Linked DNA regions of Mus musculus: all the other regions are linked to region 1. A link is a contact called in public HiChIP or PLAC-seq and promoter capture Hi-C data. All regions are on one chromosome and are shown on one strand. Each heading gives the region's core, a stretch centred on a gene start, on an enhancer-like site or on the middle of the called end of the contact. The rest is flanking DNA. Distances are from core to core; before and after follow the strand shown. Region 1 holds the start of Wipf2 (WAS/WASL interacting protein family, member 2). Region 2 holds the start of Kpnb1 (karyopherin (importin) beta 1). Region 3 holds the start of Nt5c3b (5'-nucleotidase, cytosolic IIIB). Region 4 holds the start of P3h4 (prolyl 3-hydroxylase family member 4 (non-enzymatic)). Region 5 holds the start of Mrpl45 (mitochondrial ribosomal protein L45). Region 6 overlaps Jup (junction plakoglobin). Region 7 holds the start of Hap1 (huntingtin-associated protein 1).

Region 1 (3,670 bases), core at 387-2,886:
AAGCCCCACTCCTTTTTTTTTTTTTTTTTTTTTTAATTAAGATACTAGGATCAGCAGTTAAGAGCACTGTCAGCTCTTCTGAAGGTCCTGAGTTCAATTCCCAGCAACCACATGGTGGCTCACAACCAACTGTAATGAAGTCTGATGCCCTCTTCTGGTGTGTCCGAAGACATCAACAATGTATTCATACAATAAAATAAATAAATCTTTTAAAAAATATATTAAGATAGCTGGGTGGTAGTGGCACACACCTTTAATCCCAGCACTCAGGAGGCAGAGGCAAGTAGATCTCTGCGAGTTCAAGACCAGCCTAGTCTACATAGTGAGCACTAGAACAGCCAGGGCTGTTTCAGAGAGAAACCCTGTCTTGAAAGAAACAAAACAACAAACAAACAAATATAGTTTACGGGGCTGGGCAGTCATAGTGGCCCACGCCTCCCTCTGAGGTAGAGGCCAGCGGATCACTGTGAGTTCCGGGCCAATCTGGTCTACAGACTCTGAGTTCCAGGACAGTGAGGGTTACACAGACAAAGTGTCTCAAAAAAAAAAAAGAAAGAAAGAAAGAAAAGAAAAGAAAGAGAAAGAGAAAAAGAAAGAAGAATTTCAGGGATCAGATGTAGCAGGTGGATCAGGATTTAAAGGCCAGCAGAAGCGGGGACAGAGGTAGATTCCAGTGCACACCAGCTTCCTCCAGCTCCTCGTTTCAATATTATCCTTCCAGAATATGCCTTCCTAATCAGTAACTCGACCGCACACACAGCCTACGTCTAGCGAGCGCCTTCAGATTTTCATCTTCCCTCAATTTCACGCCGCTCCAACAGGGATCCTTCAACTGCAGGTGCTTCCAAGAGCATCTCAGAACATCACTCCGACTCCCTCTCATCCCACACTCTCAACATCTCCCCCAGTGTAAACACGTTCGCTCTCAATCCTCCTCCTCACCCCGATCAATCCCGAAACGTCACACCGATCCTCCTAAACTCGAGAGCATCCTGCCAATAATTACCTTTCCCCAACAGGTCCTCCCTTCCCCATCTCCCCCTCCGCGCACGGCTCCCCTCCTACCTCACCCAGAGTTGCCAGTCTTACTCACCTCACCCAACCCTTCAGGATCTCTAATTTCCTGTCTCTCAAAAAACCTCCCTCCTGCCCATTTGCTCAGTCGGTCCCCGCCGCCCTCCACTCGGATGGCCCACGCCCCCTCTCCAGGGTCTCCAGGCCCCGCCCCCAGGACCCCCTCTCCGCATCAGGCCCCTCCTCCGGTGTCCCTCCCCCCCCCCACCACAGTCCCCCCTTCCCGGCTCTCCCTCCCACTCAGGTCCGCAGGTCACCTCAGCGGCGGGCTCAGCCGCCCCGGCGTCTTTCCCACTCGGCGGGGGGCTGCTCCGGGAGCGAATCCTCCGTCACCTCAGTCCTGGTTTAGTCCTGCTCGTTCGCCCCGCGGCAAGCTCTCTCGCTCTCTCTCGCTCTCTCTCTCTCTCTCTCTCTCTCTCTCTCTCTCTCTCTCTCTCTCTCTCTCTCTCTCTCTCTCTCGCCGCCGCCCCTTTTACCAACCCGGAAATGGATCCGCTCCCACCGTCCCCAGCGTCCGCGAACAAAATGGAGGCGGGGGAAAAGGAGGAGGGAGCCGAGGGCCGAGGGCCGCGGGACGCATGCGCTCAGGGAAGCCTGCCCTCTACCGGCGCACGTGGGGGCGGAGCGCCACCATCTTGAGAAGGTCGCGAGTCCGCAGTTGGAAGTCCCGTTTGCATCTTGGGACTGCAACTGGGGCCGCCTGCGAGGCTTTCAGTAACGAGTGATGCCAGGATTCGGTCCATGAGATGCTTATTTAATTGGTTGGATGCGGCCTGAGCGTCTCGACCTTTAAAATTGCGCAGGTAGAGAACCAGTGAGCTAACTGATGTATCTCAAGTATGTTTTCTTTCGTGTTTATTTTTTTGCGCGCACACACACACACCATAAGCCCTAATATGGTCTAGAGTACCCTTGAAGAGGCCCAACAGACAAGCTCTGGTTGTCATAGCAACAGAGAGGCGAGCTTCTTCTAGCAGGTCATTGGTTAGGTCGTTGTAACCACTTAACTAGTGATCCCCAGCTCGGTAGGCTGAGGCATGGTGTTGTGAACTCCTCTATAGGTGCTTGGATGAGAGAGGGGAGTCCTTGTCGCTTGCTGGTTTCCATTGCTTAACTCTGTTGCCGATGACTAAGGATCTCATCTTCATACACAAAGCTCGCCACCACACCAAGCAACCCCATTGCTACCCTATGTCTCACTGCTTCTCCATCCAGTCAACCCAGTGACCAGGGCTGAACCTCAAGTAAAAGGCCAATATCAGCTAGCACTTAATCCCCACTCACTAACTGTGTGTTCGTGGGTCTCAGCTACCTCATAGTGTTTGTCCTTTCTCACAGTGCTTGAAGGCTCATCAGGTAATGAATGAATGGGAAAGCATGTGATAAGCCATAGCCTGTTATTATTTTTGTTTTCCCTCTGTTCTGCCCCACCCACTAGTGCTAAATGTCACATTGAACATTTGCTTTGGGCCATTCATTGAGCTCTGTACCTGGGGATGGTTCCAGATGTGACTCAAGCAGACAGCTTCTGCCCTCCGGGAGCTCACCATGCTGGTGTATGGTGCTCATGCGGGCTGGCATGTAAACAGACAGCTGACGTCCAAGTCAGTGTGCGATTAGAGTTGTGACATGTGCCGGGATGTCACAGGAGTGATGAATTCCTGCTGAAGAATGAGAAGAGATTTGTAAATGGTTTGAACTAGCCCCTGCAAGATGAGTAGAATTTTGCTGGGCTCTGTAGCTCAGAGGAGGCAGAGGCAGGCAGATCTCTTAGCTGGGGGCCACCCTGGTCTACAGAGCAAGTTCCAGGACAGCCAGGACTGCACAGAGAAATTCTGCCTCAGAACACCAAAACAAACAAAACAAGAAGAAGAAGGGGGCTGGAGAGATGGCTCAGTGGTTAAGAACACGGATTGCTCTTCCAGAGGTCCTGAGTTCAATCCCCAGCAACCACATGGTGGCTCACAACCATCTGTAATGGGATCTGATGCCCACTTCTGGTGTGTCTGAAGACAGTGACAATGTACACTCATATATAAAATAAATCTTTTAAAAAGAAGAAGAAGAAGAGGAGGAGGAAGAAGAAGAAAGAGGGGGAGGAAGAAGAAAAAAGAGGAGGAGGAAGAAGAAAGAGGAAGAAGAAAAAGAAGGAGGAGAAAGAGGAGGAAAGAAAAAAGATGAATAGGATTTTGTTACTAATCAGTGAAGGCGGGGAACACATACCAGGCATGATCAGTGGATGCAAAGGTAAAGATGCTCAGATAGCTACGTCATGAATATCTGATAATGGGGCGGCTGGACGAGAAATGCAGTGAATCTGCACTGTTTACTAACTAGAGCTTCTGAACTCTTTCCTTCATCTCCTTACCTGCCCCGTCTTCGGTTGCTCAACGATATGTAGACCCACTTTCTTCCTTCCTCCCTCCTTTTTAAATTTCTTTTTAGTTATATTTTTTTTTCCATTTATTTATTTATTCACGTTACATCCTGATCACAGCCCCCCTCCTTCCTCTCCTCCCAGGCCCACCCTCACATGACCCTCCCCTCCCCCTTTCCTTCTCCTCAAAGAACTTGGTACCCTATGACTACCAACCCT
Region 2 (3,670 bases), core at 476-2,975, 1.7 Mb after region 1:
AACAGAATAAACTCACAAAAAAGAAAAATCGAATTACATTCTAATGAATACATTACAATAGAACTCATTTCCTGGGCAATCTTGGTGGCCCATGCCTTTAATCCCAGCACTCTGAAGGCAGAAGCAGGTGGGTCTCTGAGTTCAAGGCCAGCCTAATCTACAGAATGAGTTCCAGGACAGCCAGGGCTATACAGAGAAACCACCTGGCTCCGCCCCCCCCCACCGTGGGGGGAGGGGGGCAACCCAACCCAACCAACAAATCACAGCCAAACAAAAATTATGCTTGCATAGTAAACAAAAAAATCTTTCTTAAAATCAGGATAAGATGTGGAAGTATTCAGAACATATCTATACATGAAGCCATTGGAAACATACATTACAGGCAGAAAATACACACAATTAAAAAACCCCACGAGGCTATGACTTTAAGTGTTTCAGAGAACACTAAATCCCAAGTTTCCAAAGTGTGGCTAGTGTAGGGCAATTTCTTTACACCTTAAAAACAATACAATTTACATGCTATTTTGACCCATATGCTCCTAATCCCCCCATGACTTGCAGCTGGGTATCCAAATGAGGGGAGGGGAATGTTAAGCAACTATATGCAACGTATTTTTATCTTGTTTGTTGTATTTGTTTTTTGTTTTTGAAACAAGATCTCAGACTGTAGTTCAGGCTTCGGGATACTGAGATGGCAGGTGTGTCGCTACAGCTCGTCAATGCACACGTTCTTTATATAATACTACACAGATCTTGTAAACGAAGTCTGGACATCAAAGCTTTATGGGAACTGCTAAGTGGTCTAAGGACGCGCCTCCGCGAAACTTTGTTAACAGTCCAGGGCCCCGACGGGGTCTCCAAGGGCAATTAGGGGCGCCTGAAGCCAGCTCTGCTCGAGTCTGGAATGGGCTGTGTGACCTTGGACAGGCTCCACTCTCTCTCTGGGCTTCAGTTTGCAAATCCGCACGTTGGAAGGTGAACCACGTGGTTCTCATGGTCCGGTTCCGCACAGAGCGCGGCAGCAAGCCGACCTCACCATGAAGGCAGCTTCCTGTGGGCGCGGCGCAGGACTTTAACGGTTCCCGTCCCCGCCCCCTCCGAGGCCCGCGAAAGGCTCGCTTTCCGTACACCGCGGCGAGTGACGGCTCTCCGTAGCGCGCAGTCCGAGCCACTCGCGCGCAGCTCCGCCCCACCCCGGAGGCGTCCCGTCGTGCTCCGCGCCAGACTCCTAAGAGCCTGGGCGCCTCCCGCCTTTCCGCGCGGCGGCGACCCCGAACTCCTCGCTTCAGTTCTCCCGGCGCCCCGTCCTATCAACGTCCAGGATCCCAGCCAATCCGACGCGCCTGGAGCCTTTACCTTCCGCCCACCCTTCTCCCCGCGCACAGCCGGGCTGAGCCCGAAGGCCTTTACCGGGCCAGCCCAATCAGCGGCGCGCTCTTACCTGCCCCACCCCAGAGCCCCTCCCCTCGACCAATAAGCACGCCCCATCCCGCTGCCCGCCCAGCCAACCGGACCTTGAAGCCCGCAGGCCAATGGGCGCGTGGCGGCCCTTCAACGCTAGCCGTCCGGCCAATCGGGGGTTCCGCGTGGCCCCGGCCGTAGCCAATCGCTGGGCAGCGCGGTGCCGCCGCGGAGAGGTCCGGCAAGGATATCCCTCCGCCTCCCTCCCTCGATCTCTCTCCCTCCCTGCGATCCGCCTCTCACTCACTCACTGCCGCCCTTCCTTTCTCCCTCCGCCGCCCGAGCAGCAGCCGCGCTCCGAGCTGCCCCCGGGGTCCCTCCCCCGCCGCCAGAGGAGCAGCTGCTGCCGCCTAGCACATTAGGAGGGCGGAAGGAAGGAAGGAGAGCGGGGAGGAAGGGGAGCCGGAGCGCCTGGCCAGAGGCAGCCGGTGAATGGGCTTGTGGTGACCCCCACCCCCCACCCCACCCTCCCTTCCCACCCGACCCCCAACCCCCATCCCCAGTCGGAGCCGCCGCCCGACAGGCCGGGCCGCCGTCTTGCGAGGAGTCCCCGCCGCCGTCACCTCCGCCATGGAGCTCATAACCATCCTCGAGAAGACCGTGTCTCCGGGTAGGACTCGGGGCCGGGGGGTCGGGCCGAGGTGACCGGGGTGGGGGAGGGGGTGGCCCCTCTGACCCCGCTGCCTCTCCCCCCATCTCTCCCGGCAGATCGGCTGGAGCTGGAAGCGGCGCAGAAGTTCCTCGAGCGTGCGGCCGTGGAGAATCTGGTGCGTGCCGCCCCGCCGCGCCCCATCCCGCCGCGTCCCCATCCCTGCGTGCGGCCCTTCCCGCCCTCCTGGAGGCCCAGGCCTCAGGAACCCACCCCGCCCCAGCTCGTCCCCCTACCCCCCCGCCCGGCCCAACCTAACCCCGCCATCGGGAAGCCGGTGGGTGTGTCCCGCCCCGAGCCCCGCGTCTGGCCAATAGCGAGGCGCGCCGGGGTGATCGCCGTCCAATCGCCACGCGGCCTGAGGGCGGCGGTGCTGCGGGAGGGAGAAAGAGGGAGGGAAGGGAAGTTAGGTTGCATGGCGCTGCGTGTTCAGCAAGGGTGGGGGTTGGGGAGCCGGGCCTAGGGGCCATGTGGAAGCTCTGCGCCCTGCCGCCTGCCTTGTACTGGCTGCGGCCGGCCTCTCCTTCCTGTCCCCTGGTTTTGAGGCAGTATGCAACTACTTCCCAGAGCCCTACCCTTCCCCAGCTCCCTTGGTCTGTGCTCATGGCCACGCCTGGCACCCGACCACCTCTGGACCCATTGCCACAATTTTTTTCTTTTTCTTGCCCATTATTATCCCATTCCTGGTCTAAGTGCACGAATGTTCTGTTTGGACTTAGGTTTTCAGAGAACTCATCTTTAAGGATCTCAGGCTGAGGCTCATTTCTGAGATTGAGCCTATTCTCTGATAAATCACAAATGTAACCCCGTTTTTCATACTTTCGGATTTAAGAAGTACATTTGAGAAAAGAAAAAGTGACTGACTTTTGTATAGGAAAATGTGGGATTATTGAAGCAGCCTATTGCCAGAATGTTTCTCCTCTCCTTTTTGGGGGAAGGGGAGGGAAGCGTGGATGATATGGAAAGTCTCTTTAAAGGTAGGAAGTTTTAAAAAGTGAAAAAAAACATTGTAACCCAATGTCCTTTGTGAGAGCTTTGCAAAATAGTAACATCCATACAGCGACATATCTGATTTGTACTGACCACTTTTGGTGGAGAGGTAAGCGACTTGTGTTAAGGTTTTTTTATCTCACACCTTTCCAAGCATTTCCTTTTTAGTGTAGACTGAGAATTCTGCTCATAGTATATTCTTGGTTTTGCTTTTGCTACTTTGCAAGAAGCCCTTTTTCCTGCTCCTAACTCTTCAGTGGCACAGAATAGAAATTGGAGAATTGTGTTCTGAGCCTACTGTAGAGTTTGCTTACATTGAGAATTATCTCCTGTGTTTGAAGAGTTTGCTAACACTAAAAAAAGTGTCTACTTTGGCCTTCTATAACATTCCTGATTGGACAGATTACGTACAGGCCCACCCCCCTGTGTGTGCCTCTGTATGCTCAGAAAGAGGAAGGGGGGTGTTATAGATGATTATCTTTTGGACCTGTATTTCAAAACATAGATTTTTGGATGATTCATTGTTAGTTCACATTAGGTCCAAAACACCATAGGCTCCCTGGTATGTTC
Region 3 (3,670 bases), core at 312-2,811, 1.6 Mb before region 1:
GTATGTGGCCCAGACAGACATACATGCAGGCAAGATATCCATCTATAAAATAAATGAATAAATACAAACTTTAAAAAAAAGATATTTACTATCTTCCTGTTGTTGTTGTTTTGGTTTTTTTGTTTGTTTGTTTGTTTTAGAAATAGATTCTCTATAGCCCAGGCTGCCCTTGAACTACTGATTCTCCTGCCTCAGCCTCTCCAGTTGCTGGGATTACAGGCCTGAGCCACTATGCCTGGATTATAAACTGGTCCTTTCGGAGCCTTATCTAGAGTGTAGGATCAGGTCTGTCCAACTTTTTTTTTTAACGCTGCAATGGCATGCTGTCAACCTACAAAGCTTAGACTTGAGAACAGCTCAAACCAGTTATAAACAAACACAGAGCCTCAGTGATGGGAGACACGGCTCAGCTTCCCCCCCCCCCTCCGGTGTACCTAAAGTAGGAGCTGCAGCTACAGAGGATGTTCTTGTGGGCATTGAACTCGAAGCCATTGACTTTGATGACCACGTCGCAGAGCTTGCCCTCAAGCCGGAGCTCGTTGAAGATCTCACAGGTCATTGCACTCATCTTTCTTTCCATGTGAGGCTGGTGGAACCGGGTGGAGGCAGCGGTGCTCTCCATCTCCATGGCTCCTTGGGACCAGGGGAGAGAGGCTGCTCTCCTGGGGTGTTGGGGAGGGTTATGGGGGGCCCCTTTAGCCAGCTGTCGCTCCTTTTCCCTACTACATCTTTCATATAGGGACCATCAGGCAGCCCAAGTTCCAGAATCCTGGGCAGTGAGATCACTCAGGATTGTGCTCTCAGGTTCTGGAACCCCCTTCTTGCCCCTTCTTTTCCTCCCCCTCCCCCCAGAACATACAGGTAGACCACCCCACATCTCTTTCCTCGACCTCAGACCTAGGGCAGAACTGTGACCACCAACACAATTGAGCCTTTACTGAGTCTGCTGCTTGTTGCATCTTCAGGTTGGGTCCCCACCTCCCTGCAGCATCCTTCCAAAGCTCTCTCTGGGCTCCCCATGGGTGCAGAGGCAGAAGCAGAGCTGATCAAATATCATGCTGGCCAGGGTCTTCCAGCCCCTGAGATGCCTTACTGCCTTACTTTGCTTGTGGTGCTGATGAAGAGCCAGTTAGGGAAGTGTCTCCTGGATACACCCCCTGTCCAAAATGCACTTGAATACCTAGTGGGTTGTTCTTTGCAATGCAGGGGATGAAATTCAGGGCCTCATACCTGCAGGCAAGAACTCTCTCACTAAGCAGTGACCCCCAACCCCAGTAAAGATTGCATTTGTGTTCCAGAAAGAGTGAGTGACAGGCGCCCATACACACCAAAGCCTCATGACAGCCAGCCCACATACAGGACCCCAGCGTCTTGGTACTCCCCCCCCTCGCCCCCCAACGTTCCCCCACCCCCACACACAGTAGACCATCTTCCCCCACACACCCCCGCACTCCCCACTCTTGCTTCTCCTGCCAGTATCCGGAGCCAGCCTGGAAACGGCCTGCAGCTCCTAGACCGACGCGACTAGTGCGAGGCGACGCCTGCGCAGTGTGGCTGTAAGGCGGGCGCTGTCTTCGGGGCCGCCCACCAGGCCAGCGGCGTGATGGCGGAGGAGGTGAGGCCACGGGCGGGGACGGTCCCGCGTGGCGGGATCGCGGGTGCGGAGAGACCCAGCTGTCCTGATGCCCATCGCGGCTCTCGGGTCAGCGGGTCTCTTGGGTCTCACGACAGGTAAGCAGCCTGATGAAGGCCACGGTCCTGATGCGGCAGCCCGGACGGGTGCAGGAAATTGTGGGCGCCCTTCGCAGGGGCGGAGGAGACCGCCTGCAGGTACCGGGGCTTGGGGTAGGGCGGGAGGGTGCCTGCCCTGCGGCCTTCCCGCCAACTGGGGTTCGCGCTCTGCGAGCCTGCGCCCTAGGGTGGTCATGGACAAACAGATTGGTTCACCTCGGGAAAGAGCCTACCTCCCCCAGTAGCCAACTTTCAGAGTAGTCAGATGTGACCCTTTTCCTGCCGCTTGGTTTTAGAAAGCAAGTGGGTGGAGGCCCCCCTCCCTCCCCCAGTCGAAGATAAGGGAGATCCACAAAGGTCGGAAGGCACCTTAAGAAAGAACCAGTGTATAAAGATGCCACAGAAAGTCACCCCCACATTTGGGGGACTTTGTTTTCTTCAGGGTTAACTCGTGTCCTGACACAGGATGTCACTTTTTTCCTTCTTTCTTCTGTCTCTCCCTAACCTTGCAAAGGCTTTGCTGCAGCTTGGTTAGACTTCCTCCGCTACCCCAGGCTGAGGCAAGGGCCAGGATAGACCAGTACCTAGTCAACCTAGTCAACCTAGTCAGTCAACCTAGTCAACCTAGTCAGTCAACCTAGTCAACCACCATCATCCGCCCTTTGTCTCTTAGGTGATTTCCGATTTTGACATGACCCTGAGCAGATTTGCTTACAATGGACAGCGATGCCCTTCTTCCCACAGTAAGTCACATTTTAGCTTTCCTTGTAGGGCTCAAGATGACAACTGCTATGGAGCAAATAAAGGGAGTCTTGTGTGTGTGTGTGTTTTCTTTTTTCAGATATTCTGGATAACAGCAAAATTATCAGTGAGGATTGTCGCAAAGAGGTGGGTCATTCCCTTCTTTGCTCAAACATGGCTGTGGTATGCTTCTGGGGTTGAACCACAGCGTCCAGGACTGAAATCTTAAGAAACTCCGTTCCTTAAACACAGTGTGGGGAGACCTGTAATCCCAGAGGCTGAGACAGGAGGATCCCAAGTTCAGAGGCTGCCTGGATTCCAGAAAGAGTTCAAGGTCACTTAGGCAAGGAAAAGGAAGCTGCATGGGTGTTGGTGGCGCACACCTTTAATCCCAGCACTCAGAAGGCAGAGGCAGCAGATCTCTGTGAGTTCGAGGCCAACCTGCTCTACATATTAAGTCTCAGCCAGACAAGGATAGATAGGAAGACCTTATCTCAAAAACAGAGGGAGTCTGGGTCAGAGGAAGCTTATCAACCATTCGAGACACTCTGGATTTGCTCCTTAGTTTCACTTGGTTTTGTTCTTCCATCATTCTTTTTTAAAAGTTGTTACAGTAAAGGAGATATGGTTTTCTTATTGGGTTTATTTTTATTATTTTAAAGTGTATGTGTGTGAGTGGGGTACATAGACATACAGATACCCTTGGAGGTCACAGGAGTTTAGAGTCGTGAATTGCCTGATGTAGGAACTAAGAACTGAACTCCAGCCCTCTGGAAGAGCAGTCAGTGCTCTTAACTGCGGATCCATCTCTCCAGCCCCTGGATCTAGTCTTAATCCATGAGGACAGCTTTTCCTTATTGGCTGAGACACAGTGATGGGTAGTTTGTGTGTGAGCACTATGCTTACTGCTCTCTATGGGGTTTGCACGAGACTTGGATGCCAGATCTAACTGAACAACCCTCTGCTCCCAAAGGTAGAGAGAACTACCTACCATATTACTGTCTTTGTCTAACATGTGAGAAAACAGGTGCTTAAAGAGGGTGAACCGTTTGCCCCAGGGTCATTTGATGGAGTTGCAGGTGTTGGTTTTATAGAGACTTTGTCCCAAGCTCTTTGCCCCATTTTATGCCATGTTCTTGATGATGTCACTTTCTGATAAGGGAGCAGATTCGGAGAATCTTCCGAATGGATGTGAATC
Region 4 (3,670 bases), core at 850-3,349, 1.6 Mb before region 1:
CCTGGAAAGAGGCTGCCACACAGCTCTGATCTGCCCCCCAAAACCAACGGGTATCTGTCTGGCCGACCAAGGTCCTGGATCAGAATGGAAGATGCTGGTCCCGTCAAGCCAAGGCTGGCATTGGAGCGTGGTGTTGGCTGCTAAAGCTAAGATGGAGGAACTGAGTTCCCAGAGGCTTGGAGAAGGAGGCACTAAGAGTCCCCAGGATGGCATGTCAGACTTTGTGACACGTGGACAGTTTGGTCACGGCACCAGCTATGGTCTACCCCCAAATTATAATGCCCACTCTGCTTAAGACCCTCCCTAGCTGCTCTAGGGCCCTACACCCTCAAGGAAATGTTATTTCTCCAGTCTCCAACCACAAAGGCATAGAAAACTGGAGAGAGAAATAGACAGGGAGCCAGAGTGTGTGCAAAGGGAGGCGGCACCAGGCAGACCATCCATCCACTCACTTCAGGGTTTACGTGTAGTAGGCACAGTCTCTTTGCCCTCTAAGATTGCGTGCCAGGGTACCATTTGTGTTTAAGTTATGGTAAGTATATGTGGCGCTTCACCTGAGCATCAAATATTCCAGGGGGCTAGGAGGGGGTCGTGGGCGGGGGCGGGAATATTTTAGGAATTGAAAATTTGGTATTGAAGATAGGAGGCATCCTTTGAGGTGCTCTCCCCAGGATGCTGTTTGTGGCAAAGGATTATGAAAGCACTACAGGAATGCAAACCTTAGAAGGGGCAACATTCTCTGGAAGCTCAGGAAAGTGGTGCTGAGTCCGGGAGTGCCCAAGCTCTTACCTGGAGTCAAACTTTTTCCCGTCTTCGAAAGTGCCATTGTAGTGGTAACGCACAAAATCCCCCATCTGCACTTCTCGGGGACAGGCCCGAGGGATGTGGTATCTCTCGATGACCACATCTTCCAAGGGGGCTCCGGCCGGGCTGGCACGGCCCAGTCCCCTCTCCAAGGTCTGTAGAAGCAACAGCAACGGCAGTATGCGGAGCCGATGGAGGGTGTGGCTGGAGGACCCCACAAGGAACATGGTGCCCAGACCAGGGACGCCGGCAGTGAGAGCGGACGCCAGCCGCTAGCCTCCTTCCCCCTCCTCTCAGAGCTGACTCCCCCCCTTCCTGTCCTCTCTCCCCACCCCGCCCTGGCGGGTCCACGTGGAATGGGGGCTGGGGAGAATGAGCTGGCCGGGCAGGGTGATGTTTTATGGTGAACTAGGAGGTGGGGGCCAGGTTGAGAGTCTCTGGAGTCCAAGGAATTTGCCACAAAGATCTCTGAGTCTCCCTCCCCCAAAACTCCATCCGGGACTGAGACCCGGGGCCTGGCCCAGAGGGAGGTTCGGGAAAGATGAGAAGTTGGAGTGGACTTCCAAAATGAAAAAGTTTTTTCCAGAGTCTCTGGGTCCTAAAGCCTGTTGGAGGAATCTCTAGCTTTCCCTGGCACCCCAAATCTAGGCCCCTTCTGGTGCAGGTGAGGCTGTAATCTGAGGGCTATTTCAGTTCTACACACACACACACACACACACACACACACACACACACCCGCCCCAACTCTCCTCCCGCGAAAGGTTAGAGGAAAGGGGGGTTAGGGAGAATGTTCTCTAGGTGAAAGGTTGTTTTGTCCTGCAAAAGCCTGGCTGCACTGAAGACACAGGAATCTTGCTCCGGCGGGAGGCTGATGGTGTCAGTGCTAGGTGTGCGGGGTAACAAGAGGTGTGTACGCCTCGACGTCAGCGCGGGTGTTTACCGGGCCACCTAGGGGGAGCAGAGGAGACTCGAGGAGAAAAAGACCAGATTATGTGACTTCGTCCACTTTGCCTACGCAAAGGACAGAGGTGGCACTTAAGGGGGGGGGGGGGGACGACACTGCTGTGGGGAGGGGCTTTCTGGGCGTGAAACGTAGCCCCACCCACCCGTGTCTGCCAGGGAGGGCCAGTGGTGGTGTAAGCATTGCTAGTGGTCGAGGGCCAGCCCACGTAGTGGACTCGAGCGTCAACTGACGGTCCTAGAGAGGCATTCCAGCCTCCCGGCTCTAGCCTAGGGCCCGGCGCTAAGACCCAGCAGGAGCTCCGGGGGTTGGGGGTGGGCTGGGCTGGAGCCCGAGCTGGCTGGAGCCCGACGGTCGCCGGCTGCTCCGTAAGCCTCCGGGCGCGGTGCGGGCATGGCTCGCGGGGCGTGGGGGCTGCTGTGGCTGCTGCTGGGCAGCGCCGGGGCCCAGTACGAGAAATACAGCTTCCGAGGATTCCCTCCGGAGGACCTGATGCCACTGGCCACGGCCTACGGCCACGCTCTGGAGCAATACGAAGGCGAAAGCTGGCGCGAGAGCGCGCGCTACCTGGAGGCGGCGCTGCGGCTGCACCGGCTGCTGCGCGACAGCGAGGCCTTCTGCCACGCCAACTGTAGTGGCCCCGCCACCTCTCAGCCTCGGCCCGCGTCCGGCCCGGACGGCGACCACGACGGCGATGGCGAGGACTGGGCTCGCGAGCTGCGGCTCTTCGGTCACGTCCTGGAGCGCGCCGCCTGCCTGCGGCGCTGCAAGAAGACGCTGCCCGCCTTTCAAGTCCCTTACCCACCGCGGCAGCTGCTGCGCGACTTCCAGAGCCGCCTGCCCTATCAGTACCTGCACTACGCGCACTTCAAGGTGGGCGCGGCCGGGGCCGCCGTCGAGTTTCCCTAGAACGTGAGGCCCGCGGTGCGTCCGAGGCCCCCACTGACCCACTCCCCACGCTCCTCACCAGGCGAACCGACTGGAGAAGGCGGTGGCTGCGGCCTACACCTTCCTCCAGAGGAACCCCAAGCACGAGCTGACCGCCAAGTATCTCAACTACTACAGGGGGATGCTGGATATTGGAGATGAGTCCCTCACCGACCTGGAGGCCCAGCCCTACGAGGTGTGGAGAGAGTGGGAGGGATGGCTAGCCTTGGTACACCTTCCTACAACCTCTTCACCCAACACACACACACACACACACACACACACACACACCTTATGAGCCTTCGGGGTCTTCTTGACTACCCCCGCCATGCACCTCTCCAGGCTGTGTTCCTCCGGGCTGTGAAACTTTACAACAGCGGGGACTTTCGCAGCAGCACAGAAGACATGGAGCGGGCCCTGGCTGAATATATGACGGTCTTTGCTCGGTGTCTAGCTGGCTGTGAGGGGGCCCACGAGCAGGTAGACTTCAAGGACTTCTACCCAGCGATAGCAGGTATATACCATTCAGACCACTGTGAGGTATCCCTCACCCACAGTGCCCTGGCTTCCCAGGCCTTCTAAGGCCTCTTAATGCGTGGCTATGTCCGGTGACCGCATTCAACAGGTCTAGCAAAGTGCTCCAAAGCTACACACGAGTCAGGCCTTTTCTGTCTCCAGTCTGATGAGAGAAATGCTGGTATACATAGCAAATTCTGGGTCAGCTATATAGAGAAATAGATTGCCTCAAAAAACAAAAGAACAGGGCACGGTGGCACAGGCCTTTAATCCCAGCACTCAGGAGGCAGAAGTAGACTGATCTCTGTGAGTCCAATGCCAGCCTGGTCTACAGAGTGAGTTCCTGGGCAACTGAAGCTTTATAGACCTTGTCTCGAACAACAACGGAGATGAGGAATTGACTCCAGGCAGGTGTGTGCAGAAAGCAGGGCTGGGTGGAGGAACCACAGCTAGTCTTTGGAT
Region 5 (3,670 bases), core at 760-3,259, 1.5 Mb after region 1:
TGGGATCCTGTAATCTTGGGCGTGTTAGAGAGCCTGGGAGTGGAGCTTCCTCTGGGTGTTGTGGGACTGGCTGCAGAGTTCAGGCCCCACTTATTTATAATAATAAATAAATCTTTGGGCCTGAGCAAGTGAGGTTGACTGGAGTGAGCAGAGGTCCTAAATTCAAGTCCTAACAACCACATAAAGGCTCACAACTATCTGTACAGGTACAGTTTACTCATATACATAAAATAAATAAATAAATAAATAAACAAATAAGGATGACCTCATGAGCAGGACTAGAGGTACAGCCCTAGGTCTCAGCTACTATTTATGTAGGAGGATCCACCTGTGGTAAAGGCAAAAGGAAAGGGAGAACAGGAGTGTGTAGCTCAGCGGTAGACTGCTTGTTTAGTTCTATATCTAACCCCAAGTTCTGTAAAAACAAAACAAAATTGACTTTTTGAAATATAGTTTATAAAAGTAAATCATTACTGAGGGTGAACTTGGTGGTTCATTCTTTTTTTTAATCTTTTTAAAAAAGACTTACTTATATGAGTACACACTATAGCTGTCTTCAGACACACACACCTGAAGAGGGCATCGGATCCCATTACAGATGGTTGTGAGCCACTAATGGTAGTGAGGTTTCTGGGAATTGAACTTAGTACTTCTGGAAGAGCAGTCAGTACTCTTACCCGCTAAGTCATATCTCCAGCCCCACTTAGTGGTTAATTTATTGCTATCAATCAGAGTCTAAAGCATACACCAGACCTCTGACAATAGAGAACTGAACCAGGATCCCAGAAATAGTTCCTTACCTGTACAGGCCAAATGTATAGGGCGCTCCAACCGTTCCTGTGGAATGACCAATCCCGCTTTCCTGGCATACTCCAAAAACTCCTTCTCTGTTTTGTACTTGGGTTCAGGAGTTGGGGGTCTAAAACGGCTTTTGGTTTTAACTTGAACTACAGTTGTGGACTGAGTCACCAGAATGGGCTGGGAGATGAAAAAAAAAAGTTAGCGTATAGGTGATTTGGAAAGGATAAATCTATCTTGAGCAAACTGTTTGCAAAGTCTTATAGAAAGACATCCCATTAAAGAATGCTTCAGGAGTTATGAAATGACTATTATGGAGAAACGATATTACTTTTTGAACACCTAGGGATGGCTTTTGCCACAAGCCAATTAATAACCTGTATTCACATCAATCAACAGTAAAAACTTTCCTTTAATACATTCTGCAGTACTACTGTATACAGAGATGATTAAAGCAGAGGTCCTAGTGCCAAAGAACTTTCAGTTTAATTGTAAACCTCACTTAACCCATTTCTGAAAAGAGTGGAATGCTATTACTAAAGCATTAAACAAGATCTCCCTGGCATTTCCCCCACACTTCTGTTTTGCTTTTTCAGAAGCAAATTGCTTCTAGCTCCTAACTGACCAATAAACTTTTACGAAGTCAGGTGACCTTTTCCCTCTAGGATAAGACAAAACTCCTATCCTTTTCAAAAAAAAATTTTTTAAGAATGTAAAAGAGCTGGTTCATCTTCCAAGCCATTACTTTCCTTTTTAACATCTTCTCTCCAAAGACTAGAATTAACGTAAAGAAGCTTAATGCTCAGCCTCGTCTAGGCTGTCTAGAGAGACTTGTCTAGAGGGGATCGCATACACCTCAAATTCTTCTCCAGATGAAGTCTGACTCGTATGGTCCAAACTCAGCAACGCCCACAGCATGATTATTCCCCTCTACTCTATCCTCCTCTTTGTGTCCCTAAAAATTTCATTCGCTTCATTTCTACCCACCTGCCGAGACCACCATCCCAAAGTCCTGTATAAGGAGGACAAGCCCCGAGGTACGGGGGCCGCCATTTTGCTCGCGCAAAGGCCGCCGGGATGCTAGCCTAGCCGCAGATCACCGAGCCGGAGAAAAGGCGCAGAGGGCGGAGCGAGCTGGGGAGTGGAATTTTCCAGGGCGCGCGCCCCAGGCCGAAAGGTGAGTCGCGCGCACGCGCACGCTCTCCAGGGGAGGGGCGCGCGGGCACGCGCAGTGGGTTCGCGCGTGCGCAATGAAACCACTTTGGAAGTAGGGTAAACCGCACGGCTGTCACGCGCCAGTCGGAGACGGGGAGAGCCAGCTGCGCCTGCGCAGGAGGCTTCTGTGGGACTCTGGTTGCTGCATTCCTGGTTCCTTAACACATTGTTACACCTTATTTACAATCGGTGAAAAAAACGAAAAAGTGCTTCCCTCTGAAATCAGAAGCCTTTAAGATAAGTGTTTTCTTTCATTACAAGGAATTCACTGGAGGTATTTAGGGCGAAAATGATAGTTTCTGGGTGTGTTTCTGACCTCAAAATGCAGTATAACCTTAAACCTTTAACCAACCTAGTTTTCTATGTGAAAATTCTTTCATACCTTTCCGTTAGGGAAGCTGACCGCTGTGATTACTGAAAAGCAAAAGGCACGTGGGTTAACAAGAATCTGTCATTTCCCAAAACATATCATTTCCAAAAATACCACTTACCAAATTTGGTAATAACTGGTATTTCAAAATTGTTTACTAGGCGCCTGGCAATTTAAGCATTTTACATATATCAACTTAATCCTCACCACAAGCAATAAATATTCCTGCTTTTACATATATGGTTGGGCCAGAGATACTAAATATGTAATTCAAATTTAAACAAATAATTGGCAGAACTGAGAGTCAGGTACATAGAGTTTAACAACTCCAAAATCGCTTCACATTCAGTGGTTAAAGGAATCCCAGTGTGATAACCAGGTCATCCTGGAGCCACACAGACTATGTAACACATCCTAACCCATGTCTGCCTGGCCTCTGCTCAGTTTCTCGGCTACTGCAAGCTAATTCCCTATCAGTACCTAATATGATTTGGTTCACTCTGAGATGGATTCTTAGGTGGTCACTGTTACTTTTGATTAGCTGTTTTGGAAAATTTGAGGCATGGTGGCGCACCCCTTTAGTCCCAGCACTCGGGAGGCAGAGACAGGCAGATTTCTGAGTTCGAGGCCAGCCTGGTCTACAAAGAGAGTTCCAGGACAGCCAGGGCTACACAGAGAAAACCCTCCCTCAGAAAAATACAAACAAACAAAAACTAAAAAAGAAAATAGAAACTATAGAGATGGCTCAGGTGTTAAGAGTCCTTGCTGGGCTGGTGAGATGGCTCAGTGGGTAAGAGCACCCGACTGCTCTTCTGAAGGTCAGGAGTTCAAATCCCAGCAACCACATGGTGGCTCACAACCATCCGTAACAAGATCTGACTCCCTTTTCTGGAGTGTCTGAGGACAGCTACAGTGTACTTACATTAAATAAATAAATCTTAAAAAAAAAAAAAAAAAAGAGTCCTTGCTGCTCTGGCAGAGGACCCAAGTTCGGGTCCCAGCATCCACATGGTGACGCATATGCCCCTGTAAATCCAATTCTAGGGGATCTGATGCCCTCTTCTGGACTTTGAGGGCATTACACACATGGTACACATAAAGATAGGCAGCTAAGCATCCACACACATTTAAAAATCTCTTAAACAACAGTGAAAAGGAAATCCTATAAGGCAGACTTTTCTTTCCCATTTTTCCTAGTGAGACTTTTGTTTGTTTGTTTGTTTTGTTTTGTTTTTTCCAGACAGGGTTTCTCTGTATAGACCTGGCTGTCCTGGAACTCACTTTGTA
Region 6 (3,670 bases), core at 493-2,992, 1.5 Mb before region 1:
CCTGTGGGTGAAGAGTCAGTCTAAGTCCTTGGAGGAAACTTTTTGTTTGGGAATTTGGGAAGAAGAACCACAGGGCCGAATAGAAACCCAGCGTCTGACAGCTGGCTGGCCCAGTAACTCTCTGAAAGAAAAAGGTAGTGAGATGGGGCGGGACAGGTCACTGGGATTTGTGTCTCAACAGATGACAGACACCCTGAGGTCTTTCTCTTGGGATGTGGTTGACCGTCCCATTTTCCAGCAACTTCCTGGGCTAGATTCGAAGAGAGAGAGAGAGTTCTTTGACCGTCTGACCGTTTGCTTGTGCTAGCCTCCTGGCCTCTTAACTTCTGGTTGGCTGCAGAGGAGGGTGCTCAGCTTTCTCTGCGGTTTCCCAGTGTGGAGGGAGATCTTATGTCTAGTGATGGCGAGAAGAGGCCAGGCAATCGACAAACTGCCTCACTGTGGGCTGTTTCTCTGTCGCTGAGTGTCAGGATCAAAGGCTTGCTCCACTGTGCTCAGTTGGTCTTTTTGTTTTTCTCGTGACAGGGCTTCTCTGTGTAGCCCTGGCTGTTCTGGAACTCACTTTGTAGACCAGGCTGGCGTCGAACTCAGAAATCTGCCTGCCTCTGCCTCCCGAGTGCTGGGATTAAAGGCATGCGCCATCACTGGCTGGCTGATTGCTATTTTATTTTATTTTATTATTTTAAATTGAGGAATGCACAGAAATTTGTGAGAATAAAAAGCAGCTGTCTTTAATTTGAACTGTGTGAGGTAGCCACCTTGAACCTTCCTCCCTCCCTCCCCTCCTATCCTTTGCTCTTGACCTTCCACCTCCATGTGAGCTCTGTATACAGAGGTGAGCTGCTTTTATTCCTGCACAATACAGGGATTAGAGCCCAGGGAGGGCTTCCGGGCATGCCATACAAGCACTTCACTCAGAAGCCGCTCATCCGCGAAGCCCTCCTGTGCCCTCAACATGGCAAGTTTTTATTTTTCCAAACATGTATTTATTTCGGGGGGTGTTGCCGCATACAGGCTGAAATCAAAGAGCAACTTGTAAGAGTCAGTTCTGTCCTTCTGCCATGTGGATAAAATTCAAGCCATTTGGTTATGGTGCAGGCAGGCACCTTTACCTGCTAAACCATCCTAGCAGCCCCAACCAAGGCATTTTTTTTTAAAGATTTTATTTACTTATTTTATATATATGACAAGTACACTGTAGCTATCTTCAGACACCCCAGAAGAGGGCAGCAGATCTCATTACAGATGGTTGTGAGCCACCATGTGGTTGCTGGGAATTGAACTCAGAACCTCTGGAAGAGCAGTCAATGCTCTTAACCGCTGAGCCATCTCTCCAGCCCGCCCCTCCCCCCAACTAAGGCATTTGCTTGAAGCCTTCTTGCAAAGCTTTTGCTTGCTGCAGCCTGCGTTGTCCAGGGACTAAGGGTTCAGGTCCCTCCTGTCCAGCCCTACGCCTGTAACATCCTACTCTAACTGGCTGGCATCCAACTGCTGTTAATGGGACTGCCTAAGCCCAATGGTGCTGGCTAGGGGCTTGTAACAGCTGGAGTAATTTTCCACTCCCAGGAGTCCTGGTTTGGGCTCATCTGCCGGCCTGGGATGCTGTCCTCATCAGGGATGCAGCTGGAGCCCTCTGTTAGGGGAACCCATTAGGTTTCCTAGGTCAGGCCACTTCCCTCTGCTACATAGCCCCCTCCATTTTCCCACCCGGCTCTGTTTGCTTTGGGAAGCAGCCCAGAAGAGAACAAACAGCAGCTGGGTCATGGCCTGAGCCTCTCCCACTCCAGACCTCTTCTCAGCCATGGTCTGGCCTGGGCTGCCCTCCAGGCTGGAAGTGAGAATGTTCCTTTGAAACATCCCTTGTCTTCTCTGGTCATCAGCATCGGCCATGCGCGAGTAGCTTGTGCTGCCTCTCTTACCAGTGTGGGCCATTCTGGTGATAGAAATCATGGTGTCTGCCCAGGAACCTCTCACCATGATAGAATGGGGTGCTGGGGTTGGGGGGACAGTGAGGGGTTCCCTCGTGGAATCAGCAGTCTCTAGAAGTTTCTATGTCTGACTGTGCGAGCCATGACAGTGTGTGTTTCTTTCTGTCCTTGGGACTGTTGGCAGTATCTCAGCTGGATCCAGAGGCATTGAGAAGGGAAGCTTAGGGCTGGTATCCTCTCTAAGCCCTTACTCTGAGGTGGGGACTGTTCTGTTGGGGTTGGCTACTGCTTGGGTGGCAGCTATGTTCAGGTTACATACAGTCTGAGGAAAAGGGGTCCCATGACTACATAAATGGTTTGACTTGCCCAAAGGCCCACAGCCAGTTAGGTGTTGGTTCTGATGGGGACCCTTTGTAAAGATGTTTATCCCTCTGCTCTCCTGCTTTGATGTAAGCCTGTGTGTGGGTCTGGGTGTGCCTAGGGTGCCAACCTCTAGCCCGAAGGACCTCCAGGGGAAGCCCAGCTTTGCCTGCCATGTGTGGCCCCGTGCTTTGTTTCTGCATCCAGGTCCAGCCCAGCCTCTCAGGCAGCCCTCTCCTGAGCCTGTTTCTAGGTGTTTTACTGTCACTTAGCAGCCCAGCGTGGCTGTGCCTGTTGCTTGACTGTCCCTGCAGGTGCTGGCTAGGTCGGAGGCTGCTGTCACTCTTGGAGGGGTTATTTTTAAAGTCAGGACTGGGCGTCATTCTGCTGGACAGCTTGGACGGAGGGTGCGTGGTGCCAGCACCCCAGCTGGCTGTATGGAAGAACAGGCATGGAGGGCAGGGCTCTGACCACCCCCCCTCCCCAGTCTGGAGCCAGTGGGGGAAGGGACCTTTGCATACCCTTCAAGGGCCTGTGTCTTCTCTCTTCCTGTCCTCCTCCTACTCCACCCTGTGATCTCTAAACTGGCTTCTTCCTCCCTGCCACCAACAATGGAGCAGAGTCCCACTGCTAAACAAAGGTCCCCCTTTCAACTCGGAAACCCGCCCTGTCCCTGTCTCTGTCTCTACCCATCTCTGGCCCAGTGCCTGGGCAGGGCCCCCCACCCCCCACCGTCTCCCTCACTTCCACCCTGGTTCTGTCCAGGGCGCATTGCAGAAGGTCTGACCTGTGTTTCCAGGGTGAAGAATGCTGAGACCTAACTGGGTGCGGCCTCTCCGCCCCGAGAATGGCCAAACCTATACTTTTGCTTGTTGTGGAAGAATGTCCCAGGCTCTCTGAGTTGGTAGGGAGAATGGTGAAACTGATTGACCATCCTCTCTGATGGCTGACTACCAGCCTTCCCCTTACAAGAGTAGCTAGTTGTCTCTGTGAAGATTTCTGGTGTGTCCACTCTCTGAGCTGCTTTCAACTCTACCTTGCCCACCCTTAGCCTAACCTTCACTGACACAGGAACCTTCGCATCTTATTAGAATCTGGCCATCAGTGCTTCTTCTGAGATCATGGGGCCAGCCTTTCTCAGATTAAAAAACACCCAATACTGGGCAGTGGTTGCGCACGCCTTTAATCCCAGCACTTGGGAAGCAGATTTCTGAGTTCGAGGCCAGCCTGGTCTAACAGAGTGAGTTCCAGGACAGCCAGGGCTACACAGAGAAACCCTGTCTTGAAAAAGCAAAACAAAACAAACAAAACAAAACACACCCAAAGGGGCTGGAGAGACACCTCAGCTGTTAAGAGCACCAGCAGCTCTTCCAAAGGTCCCG
Region 7 (3,670 bases), core at 674-3,173, 1.5 Mb before region 1:
CCTGGTCTACAAAATGAGTTCCAGGACAGCCAGGGCTATACAGAGAAACCCTGTCTCAAAAAACTAAAAAAAGAAAAAAAGAAAAAAGAAAAAGAAAAAGAGAAAGAAAAAGAAAAAGAAAAAAAAGAACTTAAGGTTTTCTTTTAGAGGTCTGGTCTTGCTCTGTAACCTTGGCTGCCTGGAACTAGCTATGTTTGAGGGGTATTTAAAAGGCAAATTCAAGCTGGGTGTGACTTGTAATTCCAGCTCAAGAAAGTCTGAAGCAAGAGAATTGAGGCCAGCCTAGGCAACATAGTGAATTTTAAGCTAGCCTGGACTACAGAGTGAGACCCTCTTTCAAAAGCAAAACAAAATTGGGGCGTGTTGGGGATTGGAGAGATGGCTCAGTGGGTGAGAACATAGGCTGCTCTTTCAGGGTTCTGCTCCCAGTTCACAGCCATCTGTAATTCCAGGTCCAGGGGATCCGATGCCCTCTTCTGGCCTCTGTGGAAAACAGGCATGGTAGTGGTGCCCAGATATACAAGCAAGCAAAACACTCATATGCACAAATAAAACTGTATGTCTGTGTGTGTGTATACATACATACATACATACATACATGTGTGTGCGCATGTGTAAACTGTCTCGGTCTGCGTGTAAACATAAAGGCTTGTGTTTGGATCCCTAGCATCCACATGAAGGTCTGGTATGGTGGCACCTGTCTGTAAACCCCGGGGCTGAGGGGTAGGGTGGAGTTAAGTGGATGTCTTGGGGAATCGCTGGCCAGACAGTCTAGTCAAAGTGCTGAACTCCAGATTCAGTGAGGAACCTTGTCTCAAAAAATAAGGTGGCAAGGGACGGACAACAACTGATGTTGACATGGACACCTTCATACACCAGATATAAAAAATAAATAAATAAATATTTTAAAAAACGTAAAGTCAATAGCCTTGTCCACTGGAGGATGGTGGAGAATGGAGAACATCAAGAACGATTTTGAGACTTGAGTCCATGAGTCATCCATCTCCCTTTAGCCTGTCTCCCAGTCTAAAAGCACAGAAATGGCTACTGCCCTCCCTAGCTCCCACCCCTTAAACCAGTTCATTCAGGACTGAGAGCCAGCTTCCAAAGTAGCCATTTTTCTGGGGAGCATACGTCCGTCCATGAGCTGAAGAGCACGGGTAAAGTCGTGGAGACCGACATCGATCAGTTCAGACCCTGGGATAACGGATGTTTTGGTGTGTGTGTGTGTGTGTGTGTGTGTGTGTGTGTGTGTGTGTACACGGGGATCTTGAAGAGTCGTCACAGCGAAACATTTAAGCAGGATCCCCTCCGAAGATGTTCTTTTTGGAATGTTTGAAGAACAGAACAGGTGCTTGCTTGGACTGTAGGGCTTGAGAATTAGGGTTGGAAATAAAGAACGAGTGAACGCACTAAGATGGAAGACGTCCAGGGGCGAGCGCGAGAGTGAGAGGGACCTGTGGATGACACGCAACACGTTGAAAGCCATACCGGAGTTTGGATTTCTCGCTTAGTCTACCTGGGAAGGCACAGGCGTACTGCCTCGATTCTCAGGTCACCTCGGTCTGTACACAATGTTGGGTAGGGCAACACAGAAAGCCCCTGGAAGCTGGGGTGGCGGGAGCGCGCGCGGGGGGCTGAAGGGGGGGTTGTTTCTAGGCAGAAGCTACGGGTCCCTCTACTCAAGTCCAGGGAAGCGGCGGCTTTGGACAGAACCATTCTCAGAAGATGGAAGGGAAGAGAAATCCATCACCGTGGACTCGACCCCACGGAATAAGCTAGGCACTAGTTCATCTCTTTCTTTCTTCTTCTTTTATTTACTTCCTATCTCGTCACCACTGGCTGCTTTCTTGCAGGATCCTGAGTCCTCGGCACCACTAACTGATCAACGGTCACCCCTAGCGCCACGCGTGGTACAGCCCAGTGGAGCCCGCTCCGAGCACAGGTTATAAAGCCCCGGCTGCGGCAGCGGACTGCGGAGTCAAGATGCGCCCGAAAGAGCAGGTGCAGAGCGGTGCGGGAGACGGGACAGGGTCGGGGGACCCAGCAGCAGGCACCCCCACGACCCAGCCTGCAGTTGGTCCCGCTCCGGAGCCCTCGGCGGAGCCCAAACCTGCTCCAGCGCAGGGAACCGGGTCCGGACAAAAATCAGGATCCCGAACCAAGACAGGAAGCTTTTGTCGGTCCATGATCATTGGTGATTCGGACGCACCATGGACCCGCTACGTATTCCAGGGGCCTTACGGTCCCCGGGCCACTGGCCTGGGCACTGGAAAGGCCGAGGGAATCTGGAAGACACCAGCCGCGTACATCGGCCGGAGGCCCGGCGTGTCCGGCCCTGAGCGTGCGGCGTTTATTCGAGAGCTGCAGGAAGGTAAACTGAGTCTCGGGGATCCCGCATTGGGCACTATTTGGGCATCTCCAGGTAGGAGGGGGTGCACCGACTCAGGCGCCCCGCCCCCTTGTGGCTCTTAGTTCCACCTTTCCACCACCCCCGCGAGACCACAGTCTGCGGTGCCGGTTTGGTTTCTCTTTCCCCATCTCCCCCCCCCCCTTTTCCGGTTTCCCGATTATTGTGGGTGCGTCAGGTCCAGAGCTCTCTCGCGCTCTCCGCCCGCCTCTTCGCGCCTGTTGCTGTGGCAGATCTGCGCACTCTCAGTGCCCCCTCCCCGTCTACCGCAGTGCCAGCAGAGGGGCGGGGGCTGCGGGTGCGCTTTGAGCCTGCGCTAGCCCGCAGGAACCAGCCTGCGTGGGTGGGTAGAGGTGTGTGTGTAGGGGAGCCTTTGACCACTACTTGTCCTCAGGGGGTCTGGGTCGTACTTTTCCGAAGCTGGAATGAAGAGGGAGGAGTGGGCGGGGCACTGGGCTTCTGTCCCTCCTCTTCTGGGCGGGGGCAATTTTAGGCTCAGGTGCCCGCTTCTGGGTGCTGAAGAAGTCTACTTGGCCCTCCTGTGACAAGCAACAGGTTTAGGATGGGTGACTGCATTTGTTTTTATGATCGAGGAGACTCCAGTGATGGCTAAGATGCCGATTGGGGGTGGGCATGATGAGCCCAGTATTTTCCCTGACTTCTTATCTCGAGGGGCCCAGAGACCCAGGGGTCTTGAGAGTCCAGTTCCTGAGCCCAGAGGATGGTTTTGCCTTTACAGCATCCAGGCCCCTCCTGAGAAAGCAGGAGTGGGGAGATCCGGAGCTGTGGAGAGGGTGTTAGGGCCAGATGGAGTGCAGTCTCACAATCTTTGTTGTGAGGGGTGTAGTGGTCTATGGGCAGCCTCGGCTCCTTTCCCTGACCCACTTGGGCCTTTCCTCCTGCAGCGTTGTGTCCTAATCCACCACCCACGAAGAAGATCACCGAAGATGATGTCAAAGTGATGTTGTATTTGCTGGAAGAGGTGGGTACCGCCTTCCTCACTCAGGCCAGCCCTCATTTTAACTCTGCCCTACAGGACTTCGGGCTTTTGTCTGTTTTCTTCTTGCCTGGGAGCCAACTTGAAGGCCCCTTTCCTGGAAGGCAAGTAGATTACAGAGGACCAATCTGGACTGATCTTATCAGACCCAGGAGATGGTTAATAGTCTTTGGTACTTGGATGACTGGGTGCTGGAGAGATAGTCTTCTTGTGACCTAGCCCTGGTTTCTCCCTCCTGTTTGGGAGGTCCCGGAAACTTCGAA

The links. Promoter capture Hi-C pulls out the DNA fragments that hold promoters and counts their contacts. HiChIP or PLAC-seq counts read pairs in DNA pulled down with a chosen protein or histone mark.
Region 2: a promoter capture Hi-C map of liver shows a contact between it and region 1, with 3 times the contacts expected there. The contact joins the promoter of Kpnb1 here to the promoter of Wipf2 in region 1. A contact is called at or near these places in 2 of 39 promoter capture datasets (liver and pre-B cells).
Region 3: a promoter capture Hi-C map of liver shows a contact between it and region 1, with 5 times the contacts expected there. The contact joins the promoter of Nt5c3b here to the promoter of Wipf2 in region 1. A contact is called at or near these places in 5 of 39 promoter capture datasets (hippocampal neurons, liver, pre-B cells and 1 more), 2 of 115 datasets of contacts at active chromatin or transcription factors (embryonic stem cells and pancreatic cancer cells) and 1 of 9 other capture datasets (adipose tissue).
Region 4: a promoter capture Hi-C map of hippocampal neurons shows a contact between it and region 1, with 11 times the contacts expected there. The contact joins the promoter of P3h4 here to the promoter of Wipf2 in region 1. A contact is called at or near these places in 2 of 39 promoter capture datasets (embryonic stem cells and hippocampal neurons) and 1 of 115 datasets of contacts at active chromatin or transcription factors (pancreatic cancer cells).
Region 5: a contact with region 1 is called in an HNF4G HiChIP or PLAC-seq map of pancreatic cancer cells. The contact joins the promoter of Mrpl45 here to the promoter of Wipf2 in region 1. A contact is called at or near these places in 1 of 484 Hi-C or Micro-C datasets (B cells) and 1 of 115 datasets of contacts at active chromatin or transcription factors (pancreatic cancer cells).
Region 6: a promoter capture Hi-C map of liver shows a contact between it and region 1, with 9 times the contacts expected there. The contact joins the enhancer-like site here to the promoter of Wipf2 in region 1. A contact is called at or near these places in 5 of 39 promoter capture datasets (the 3T3-L1 cell line, the C10 cell line, hippocampal neurons and 2 more) and 2 of 115 datasets of contacts at active chromatin or transcription factors (embryonic forebrain and epiblast stem cells).
Region 7: a contact with region 1 is called in an H3K27ac HiChIP or PLAC-seq map of embryonic stem cells, with 4 times the contacts expected there. The contact joins the promoter of Hap1 here to the promoter of Wipf2 in region 1. A contact is called at or near these places in 3 of 39 promoter capture datasets (hippocampal neurons, liver and pre-B cells), 3 of 115 datasets of contacts at active chromatin or transcription factors (embryonic forebrain, embryonic stem cells and forebrain) and 1 of 9 other capture datasets (adipose tissue).

What each region holds. Positions count from the first base shown.
Region 1 is chr11:98,861,564-98,865,233 of GRCm38.p6, reverse strand. It overlaps Wipf2 (WAS/WASL interacting protein family, member 2), which reads right to left and starts at 1,636. Exons shown (of 8, transcript NM_197940.2): 1 at 1,332-1,636.
Region 2 is chr11:97,185,947-97,189,616 of GRCm38.p6, reverse strand. Kpnb1 (karyopherin (importin) beta 1) reads left to right here and starts at 1,725. Exons shown (of 22, transcript NM_008379.3): 1 at 1,725-2,071; 2 at 2,170-2,228. The coding sequence starts at 2,032.
Region 3 is chr11:100,438,989-100,442,658 of GRCm38.p6, reverse strand. Nt5c3b (5'-nucleotidase, cytosolic IIIB) reads left to right here and starts at 1,561. Exons shown (of 9, transcript NM_001102650.2): 1 at 1,561-1,615; 2 at 1,732-1,830; 3 at 2,405-2,474; 4 at 2,573-2,619. The coding sequence starts at 1,604. It overlaps Klhl10 (kelch-like 10), which reads right to left and starts at 735. Exons shown (of 5, transcript NM_025727.3): 1 at 435-735. The coding sequence starts at 628.
Region 4 is chr11:100,413,145-100,416,814 of GRCm38.p6, reverse strand. It overlaps P3h4 (prolyl 3-hydroxylase family member 4 (non-enzymatic)), which reads left to right and starts at 2,099. Exons shown (of 8, transcript NM_176830.3): 1 at 2,099-2,638; 2 at 2,736-2,888; 3 at 3,035-3,206. The coding sequence starts at 2,159. It overlaps Fkbp10 (FK506 binding protein 10), which reads right to left and starts at 1,121. Exons shown (of 10, transcript NM_010221.2): 1 at 790-1,121. The coding sequence starts at 1,031.
Region 5 is chr11:97,314,055-97,317,724 of GRCm38.p6, reverse strand. It overlaps Mrpl45 (mitochondrial ribosomal protein L45), which reads right to left and starts at 2,009. Exons shown (of 8, transcript NM_025927.4): 1 at 1,786-2,009; 2 at 801-978. The coding sequence starts at 1,851.
Region 6 is chr11:100,389,308-100,392,977 of GRCm38.p6, reverse strand. The region is part of intron 1 of Jup (junction plakoglobin); the gene reads left to right. Among named protein-coding and RNA genes, the nearest start is that of Jup, 6.6 kb to the left of the region's middle. Within about 2 kb of position 1,742, at least 107 of the 459 cell types and tissues checked have an H3K27ac peak or open chromatin away from gene starts, as enhancers often do. A contact at or near this core is called in liver, where this site is marked.
Region 7 is chr11:100,354,394-100,358,063 of GRCm38.p6, reverse strand. Hap1 (huntingtin-associated protein 1) reads left to right here and starts at 1,923. Exons shown (of 13, transcript NM_177981.2): 1 at 1,923-2,374; 2 at 3,316-3,392. The coding sequence starts at 1,987.